3 separate regions of the Mus musculus genome follow, and regions 1 and 3 are each linked to region 2. The links are chromatin contacts, called in public HiChIP or PLAC-seq maps. All regions are on one chromosome and are shown on one strand. Each heading gives the region's core, a stretch centred on a gene start, on an enhancer-like site or on the middle of the called end of the contact. The rest is flanking DNA. Distances are from core to core; before and after follow the strand shown. Region 1 holds the start of Zfp518b (zinc finger protein 518B). Region 2 holds the start of Wdr1 (WD repeat domain 1). Region 3 has its middle 58 kb from the start of Zfp518b.

The links. HiChIP or PLAC-seq counts read pairs in DNA pulled down with a chosen protein or histone mark.
Region 1: a contact with region 2 is called in an H3K27ac HiChIP or PLAC-seq map of microglia, with 5 times the contacts expected there. The contact joins the promoter of Zfp518b here to the promoter of Wdr1 in region 2. A contact is called at or near these places in 7 of 484 Hi-C or Micro-C datasets (adipose-derived mesenchymal stem cells, cardiomyocytes, embryonic stem cells and 3 more), 8 of 115 datasets of contacts at active chromatin or transcription factors (embryonic stem cells, epiblast stem cells, heart atrium and 1 more) and 1 of 9 other capture datasets (adipose tissue).
Region 3: an H3K27ac HiChIP or PLAC-seq map of embryonic stem cells shows a contact between it and region 2, with 8 read pairs. The contact joins the enhancer-like site here to the promoter of Wdr1 in region 2. A contact is called at or near these places in 5 of 39 promoter capture datasets (the 3T3-L1 cell line, embryonic stem cells and liver), 1 of 484 Hi-C or Micro-C datasets (growing oocytes) and 11 of 115 datasets of contacts at active chromatin or transcription factors (the NIH/3T3 cell line, bone marrow-derived macrophages, embryonic stem cells and 3 more).

What each region holds. Positions count from the first base shown.
Region 1 is chr5:38,683,432-38,686,214 of GRCm38.p6, forward strand. Zfp518b (zinc finger protein 518B) reads right to left here and starts at 1,395. Exons shown (of 3, transcript NM_001177902.1): 1 at 1,248-1,395.
Region 2 is chr5:38,560,335-38,563,249 of GRCm38.p6, forward strand. It overlaps Wdr1 (WD repeat domain 1), which reads right to left and starts at 1,365. Exons shown (of 15, transcript NM_011715.3): 1 at 1,182-1,365; 2 at 746-867. The coding sequence starts at 1,197.
Region 3 is chr5:38,625,548-38,628,391 of GRCm38.p6, forward strand. No RefSeq gene overlaps it. Among named protein-coding and RNA genes, the nearest start is that of Zfp518b, 58 kb to the right of the region's middle. Within about 2 kb of position 1,489, at least 8 of the 459 cell types and tissues checked have an H3K27ac peak or open chromatin away from gene starts, as enhancers often do.

The DNA.
Region 1 (2,783 bases), core at 145-2,644, 120 kb after region 2:
AGAGAAGGCAAAGCCCCCCTTTAGTCTTCAACAGCCACCAGCATAACAGGGCCGGATACATCAGATGCCCCTGCCAGGGCTAACATAACAGATTCAAGAGAAAAACATATTTTAAATAAATGCACGCCTTCGATAAGGATAATGCCTGCAATTTAAAAGGCTGAATATGGCACTCCAAGCATATTAATATTTCTGGGCTTCCAGAATCCTTGGGAAGGGCATACTCTCCGGTATAGTCCTGGACTGGGCTTAACTTTGTATGTGTGACTTAGCGGGACTGAGACACCTTCCCAAGCTAGCTGGCTACTCTTCTGTAGCAAGTGTTGCAAGCTCAGGGTGCTCGGGGAATTGTCTTCGAAGGTGATTTCAACTCTAAACTTAAGGTGTAATGTTTTAAGAGCTCAAACACAACATTGAGTTTGGGTTGGTAGGCTATTTTTCAATAGGACAACGTGCTTGATGGTTCACTTTTAAAAATTGATAAATATTGTTGGTATTCTATATTTTTTAATAGCAGAAGTAATTTAATGGGGGTAGATCAAATACCCAACAAACAAGAGGAGTTTGGTATTTCCGATCTTTTGGTTTTCCCTTTTCGGGTCATAAACTTTGCATTGGTTCTTTCTCCTTTTCTGCACCCTTTCCTTAGCCTTAATCTGCACCCAATCTCTTAACTCCAGGCAACAGGATCAAACTGAAAGGCTGCGATGGAGCTGTCGTGCAAAAGGTGACATCAAGACTCATCCCACCCAGAATCAGGTCTTCTGTGGACAGGCCCACCCCGACACCCGCTCCAAAGACAATGCCAGCGTGGTCCTCAAGTTTATTGTTGGCGCGCTCGCAGGGATGCACGCTCTGCCCGGCGAGGCCAGGGCGCCTTGTGGCGCTGAGCGAGGTGCGAGTGCGAGAGTCGCACCGTCGCGTCCCCTCAGGGCCGGCCGGTCACAGATGGGGTGTCTTCCAAACGCTGAAAGCCAAAGCCGCGTCAAGCCAGTCTCAGAGGCCGAGAGGCTTTAAAAATGGCCTCCTGACGACACTTCCTGCTCGGGGCCGAGGCATCTTTTAAAAAGCCGGCTCAACCGCCCGGCGCGACAAGTCGCGGGGCTGAGCCGGCGCTGCACAAAGGCCGCAGGGTGGGCCGTGGGTCTCCGACCCGATCCGCCTAGCCCGGAGGCGCGCACGCGGAACCGTGGAGCCACGCCCGGCCGCGCCCGCCCAGGTCCCTACCGCCCCGCACCACCACTCACCCGGACGCCGCGGCACCGCACGGTCCCAGATCCCAGCGGACGGACAGGCGTCTAGACCGCCGGCTACCGCCCGCAGACCGCCGCCGCCGCGCCCGCTGTAGGTCCCTACCCGGGGGGGCGGAGTCGGGCCGGCGGCGCGCGTGCGCAATGCGGCGCGACTGCAGCGGAGAGGCGGGCGCCTGAGGTTGCCCCTTCACTGCCCCTGGGCTGTGGGCTCTGAGCTTGGGGGCGATCGCACCCACTGGGTGCAGTGTTTGCATCCCTCCGTCCTGCACACTCTGCAGCTTCCTCTGCAAAGAACTGAGTGCGTTTCTCTTTGGGTTCAATGGACTATCCATGGGCGCCTGGCCCTCCTTGGGTCCTGCGGAGGGTGGATTTGGTGCCTGCCCTCAAGGAGCTTGAAGTTCTACAGTTAAGTAAGTGAAGCGACAACAAATGGGCTCAAGTCTTCAGCCATCACAGCTTCAAGGGGCGCCCTAGTGAAGGAGATGGGCCTGCAGCCCTAGATTTGGATACAGCTAGCAGCTGGCTTAGGCATAGAAGCTTCGACGAAGTCATTTCTAAAGCTAAGGAAGATCATATTTGAAGGCTAAGGCCTCATCTCGTGCACGTTGTGACAGTCAGCAGGGAAAGGATTGATGGAGAGACAGTCAGAAGATGCTATGAGCTCATTTAGTGTGTGGGAGTTTGTGTCTATCTCCTAAGTTTCAATGTCTGCAGGTAAATGGTCCCTTTTCACATTAGGTTCATACCTACAGTCTACTGGATAAAAGACAGTCTTAAATAGTCCCACTCTGAGGGAAGAAGGGAATCATAAGGCTAGTGGGCTCACAATAAGTGAAGAAGGGAATCATAAGGCTAGTGGGCTCACAATAAGTGAAGAAGGGAATCATATGGCTAGTGGGCTCACAACAAGTGACTTTGATGCTGCTTCCCAAAAAACCAAAACTGTCCCTCAGCAAGGTTGCATGGGAGCAGCGTCACTGTGAAGTGCAGATCCTTCATGGGCAATAGGCAGACGATTCCTTCAAAGCTCTGCAAAAGAAGCCAAGACTGGACTCCAGTTCCTTCCTCTGGGTGGGTGGCAAAGATCAGCGCCTAGATGTCAGTTGGATGCTGGAAAGAGATGGCGGGCTTTGGCAAAATCCAACCTGGAGGAGTGGAGTTTGGGAAGAAGAGGTAGTCACAATGCCAGCTGCTGGGCAAGCTCCCAGCCCCTGAAAGAGCAGGTACCAGACATAGAAAGTCTGGGCAGAGATTCTTTGCCTTGCTCTATGAGACAATGCCTTTGACCACACCCTAAGCTATCTTCCTGTTTTAGGGTCTTATTGCTGTGAACAGACACAAGGCAACTCTTTTTTTTTTTCCCCTGAGACAGGGTTTCTCTGTATAGCCCTGGCTGTCCTTTGTAGACCAGGCTGGCCTCGAACTCAGAAATCCACCTGCCTCTGCCTCCCAAGAACTAGGATTAAAGGCGTGCGCCACCACCGCTCAGCACAGGGCAACTCTTATAAGAACAACATTTAATTGGGGCTG
Region 2 (2,915 bases), core at 115-2,614:
GGAGAGACAAGATTTGAGCCACATCCTGGAAATGGAGAGGAGGCCCAGCAGACTGACTCATTTCAACAACCAGAGGAAAAAAACATGAATTTGCAAGGGCCTCCCAAAAAGCTGCTGCTCTGGGGACAGCAGGTCATTTTCAGAGAACCATCCAGAGGAATTCACTAGTTCCTGTTTCCTCTCAGAGACTCAAGTCTGTAACAGTTGGCATTCAGAGGACAGGGTGTGTAGGCCTGGGCTCTAGCATACCAGGAAGCCCAGGGTATTAGGATGATTAAGCACAAGGGCCATTTACCAAGTGCTCCATTTATGCCAGGTACAGACAGCATTAGGACAGCTGACCAGCTCATTCAGCCAGCCAAGGCAGCCAGGGGAAGTGGAGGATCATTTCCCTATCTCCATTTCCCCAATGCGGAAACTGGGCTCAGGAAGGGCCAATCAACAGCCACCCCATGATCAAGCAGCAGCAGACTCAAAGCCCTTGGCTCTAAGGACTGAAGAGACCCAAGTCTTAGTTTGCCAGTCTACGGGGCTGTGGGGGTAGAGGTGGATGACACCACCACCAGTCCAGTCCAGTCCACTGAGCCTCCAAGGTGTGGCTCCTGGGCAGAAGGGGCGTGGCTCCCCTCTCCCCAGGCCAACTGACTGGGAGGTGAGGGGGCGGAAGGGCAAGAATTTCCCGACTCTGAAGGTAGCTCGCAGGGTAGGGACGGAAGCAGGCCCCGCCGGGCACAAGAGTACTCACATCGATGTTTCTTAGGATGACGCACTTGCCATTGGTGTAGAGGAAATGATCGCCCTTGGGGTCTCCACCGAGGATCTTAGAGACGCCCCGCTCCACCTGGGGGAGGCTGGCGAACACCTTCTCTGGGGAGATACAAACCCGGCACGGTGCATGAGGGGCAATCCCGGCCTCGCGGGACCCAGGGAGTTGCAGTCAGTCAGCGCTGGGGGTCCCGAGCCGGTCACCTGTTGCCGCCTGCGGGCACGACCGGCGGACTTCCCGGGCGGCGGCGGTCAGGCCCCGGGGTCCCTCCCGCAGCTCGGCCGGCCCAGTCCACAACGCCCACTCCGGGGTCCCCGGCCCGCACCCCCGCGGCCGTGCAAGACCCCGGCCGCGCCCTCCCGCCTGCACCCGACCCCAGAAGCCGGCGGCCGCGCGCGGAGGCCCACGCACTCACTGATCTCGTACGGCATCCTCGCCCACTTGTTACGGCGCTGCGCTCGAGTGGAACCTCGCAGTGGCCGAGCCCAGGGACAGCGCGGAAGGCGGCGCCGGGCGTGCCGGGCGCGGAGGGGGCGGTCCGAGACCCGGCTCCGAGACCCGTACGCGCCTGCCCCGCGCGCTACCGCTGCGGACAACCCAACCCGGAAGCGCGGCCCCGGCGCGGCTCGCCCCCAGCTTTGACCATATATAGTCAAGCGCTCGGCTCGGAGGCTGCAGCCCCACGAGCCTGCGCGGACACCGCCCCGCCCCGCTTGCGGGCCCGCCCCGGAAGTGACGTGACGCGACCCGTGAAAAGGCGGCGCGGAGGGTTGTAGGTGCGGGGCGGGAGGGTTTTTTTTCTTGGGCTGTCTGCCTTTGCACCGGGAGCCTTCTTGTGGAGCAGATCTTTCTCGAGCTTTCCAACGCCAGCTTGGCGCCCCGGCTTGCAAAAGACTTGAAGCCACTGGGCGTATGGGGTTTTGTTTGTTTGCCTTTCACTGGGTATGTTTAGGAACTTCCCCGTCTCACTCCCTCTCCCTCCTGCATGAAACTTCCTAGTAGCAAAGAAGCCAAGAATAAAGAACTGTAATTCTTAAGGATGGCAGGGGTTGTTTCCTAACACGCTCTGGGGAGGGCGTGAGGGTGGAATTCTTTTCATGGAGAGGGAAAGAAAGCAAAACCTGGAATTTTCTGAGTCTCGCAGGTTTTGATTAGGGCAAGATGAAGTCCTCTGGTTACTTGATTGAAAAGTTCTGAAGCCCTAGTTGGAAACCCGGAAAGTGGGCTTTCAAAGGAGAGCTCTTAGGAATTTGCAGCAAATGAAAAAGTCCATTTCTGCTTTGGAGCCAGGTTTGTTAATTACCCTGCGGACCAGTCCCACCCCACTCTCCTGGTTCACCTGGACACCCACCTGATTCTCCTCTAGCTTATCTTAATCTTAACTGCCATCTAGTTAGCAGTTAAATGAATTTATAGCCTATAGGAGTGCCCAGGTTTCGTAGAGAAGAGTTTAAGTGTACTCGGTAGGTCCTGTGTGGGAACCTCAGTATTTTTTGAAAAGTCTGTTTTCCTTAGTACCTAGTCTCTTGTGCTGATAGACTAGTATTTTTAAGGTTCTATGAATGTTACCCCCTGCCCTCTGTGACCTTTTGTTTGCCAGGATTGCTTGTCTAGGGATCCCACCTGTTATGTTTTATATAAAAAAAGAAAAGAAAAGAAAAAGAAGCCAGGGATATGTTTGGTGGAGGTGCAGTATGTTGTGGGGGAAAGGGGTGCCTCTGAGGGCCCATCCTGAACTGAGGCATCCCCTCCCCCTGAGGTACCAGCCACAGAACAGTATAATATGGAAATAGCTTATTTAGGACATGGGGAGGAGAGTTGAGGGGATAGTAGAGACAGAAAGACAGAGTAGAGGCCAGCCATGAACATTTGGAGTTGGTTTGGGGGGGGGGGGCGGGGATCCGGAAGAAAAGGGACAGAAGAGGAAGGGAGCAAGAGAAGAGAATGAGGAAGGGGCAAGTAGCCCCTTTTATAGTGAGTCAGGCATACCTGTTTGTTGCAGGGAACTGTGGGGTGGTGCCTAGAAGGAATGCCAGTACCACCTGGTTAATTTCTCTCAAAAGTGGTGACTTCCAGCTACTATCTCAATGATTCACCTGTCTGTCCCAGCCTTTACACTGCAACTTCCTGGGGTCCTTAGTTTGCTTTC
Region 3 (2,844 bases), core at 239-2,738, 65 kb after region 2:
GCTGAGTTGAACCAGCCATCCAGATTTCAGAAAGAACTAGAAAGGGTGAGCCCCTGAGATGACAATTACTACAGGCAAATAAAAGTTACTTTTACAGAACATCAATCAATGCTCTATGATTTATGTAATCCTGTACTGTTTCTGTTACCTCAAAATTAAAAGGCACTGCACATTGAACATTGTTACTTTAAGTTTTTTCCATTCCAAGAATTCCTTCTACTTTCCTACCATGAGCATTATAGCATCCACCTTACTTTGAGGCCTTTCCTATCCCATCTAATGGCTTCTTTGTAGCTTCTTGGCTTCTACAAGACCTTCAGGTTAAATGTTCTAGTCTAAGATTTCAAGGTTCTCTCTCTCTCTCTCTCTCTCTCTCTCTCTCTCTCTCTCAGAATTTCTGGGGGCAGGAGGTTCAAAGAATGGAGGATCTGGGGTGAGAAGGGCCAGGACGCTAGGGTAGGAGCTGTATAACAAGTGTTTGTGAATAGGGAGGAACTTAAGGACCCTGGTAGGCAGCATTGACTTTGATATGCAACCACAGGTATATGTCAGTGAAGGCATATATCCCTTCTGCCAGATTTAAGAAAAATGACTCGTTTTAACACACGGGAATTAATTTCACAGGTTGCTAAGGAATGCTAGCTTTTATCTAACCACTTGAAATCCTCCCATAGTGCAGATTAAGCTGTGCCTAGGCTCAATTTTGGACTGAGTGAGTGGGCCTGAGCTTTTGGGGAGAAATGGGGTACCCTTTGGACCTGACAACTATAACTTGACTACTTACCATCTGATGGACATTTAAGCTCATTCCATTTCCTAGCTAGTTCATTCCTAGCAGCAATGAACATAGATGTACAAGCATCTCTGTAGTAAGATGTAGTCTCACAGGTATGTGCTAAAAGTTCTACCCTTGGCTCATGTGGCAGATCTAGTGTTTAGATTGTGAGAAACTGTCACTGTGGTTTCCCAAGTGGCTGAACCACTTTACAATCCACTGACACTAACACTGAGTGAGCACTCGTCTTTCCTCAGTCTCACCAGCAGCTGCTGTCACCTGCGTTCTAGGTAACAGCCACTCTGACTAGGGAGAGTTGGAAACCCAAAGTAGTTTTAGTTTAGTGTGCATTTTCTTAAGGATATTGTGTACTTTGAAGAATTTAGCCATTTGTATTTCTACTTTTGAAACTCTCTGTCCAGGTACATGAGTTCTTTGTATATTCTAAATAGACATATGTCAGATATGTAGCTGGTAAAGTTGTTCTCCCATTCAGTAGGCTATCTCTTAACTTTGTTATCTTTTTTTTTTTTTTTTGATGTGCAGAAGTTTTTTGATTTGACAGGGGACTGATGACAGGCTGAAGACTTCCCCCAGAACTTCAATTTAGCATGGTCCTCACTGTGTGTCTCTAGCCTTAAGTTGCCTTAAAAGGCTCTTGCCTGATCCTGCTCACTGAGCCCCAGTAGCTTTCCAGCTGGGTTAGTTAGTATCTAACCACCTGCAGAGACTGTTTGCATCTGTGTTCAATCATTGCCTTCAGTAATGGTTCTTTGACCTCTACCTCGGTTAAAACTCTTTTACAGCCATGATGTAAGACACACACACACACACACACACACACACACACACACACACACACACACACTGCACGTGATAGAGCGTTAGTAATTAAGTTTGGACTAAAAGAGCTTGTGAATGCCAGCAGCTACCCTAGCAAGGAAAAGCAGGATTACTTGGTAAAGTACAAATAACAAAACCGATAATAACTTGTGGATTTTTTGCTTATTCTAGCATTGTGGAAAGACAAAAATTTGCTTTTTATATAGTTTACTCATTGGCATTTTGGAAGAAGACACACATTCAACTAAGGAGCAAGAGTAGTTCACTTAGAACTTGAGGAAGCAATAGAGAGTTCACGGTTTGGGGCTGGAGAGTTGGCTATGTGGTTAAGAGTGCATGCTGCTCTTGCAGAAGACCAGAGTGCATTCCTCAAACCCTTCTTATTCCTCTCAAAGCCACCCATAACTCTGCCTCTGGGGCATCTGATATCCCTGGCCTCTGTGAGCCCTGCACCCAGATGAGTAGACACACACAGATAAACACATAGGGTTTTTTCTGTGTCTATTTTGTTTTTCAAGACAGTGTTTCTTTGTGTAGCCTTGGCTGTCCTAGAACTAGAGATTTGTCTCTGCCTCCTAAGTGCTGGGATTAAAGGTCACACATAGTTTTTTTTTTTTAAATCAATAAAAATAATTTTAAAATAAAAACAGGAGACCTTACATTTTGAAGAACAGAGAGCAAAAGCATTGAGTTGGAGGGGAAAAAAACAAAAACAAACCAAAAAACCAAATGCCTTAGGGAGTTGTGGGACACTACAAAGGCCAAGAATCAGGATACTTAGGTTCAAGAAAGAAAAAGAATGATGCAGAAAAATATTGGAGGAAATGAAACTGGGCTGGGCAGATGAATGTGACAGTTCTGAGGGGAAAGGTAGCCTGGCAGTTGGGAGCCAAAGTGACACTGAAAACGACCTCATGGAAGAGATTCACTGGATAAGACACCGGAGGGTGGCTGCCTCCTCCAGAGAGAAGCCTAGAGAACTGATTGTGAGGCAGACTTTATATAGGGTTTCTTAGGCCTGGTGAGGGGAGGAGTGGTAAGTGGAGGGGAGGTGGGGTATGGAGGGAGGAGATGGAATTTCAGGAATGGTCTGGGATTGGTGGAATTTTGTAGCCTGATCTTGGGATTTTTTCCCCCCTCTGTAGTGTGGAGTTTGGCTGCCTATGGCTCAAGGGGCAGGAAATGGCTGTTATGGCCACTAGAGTAGTCTGGGGGCAGGACCTGGC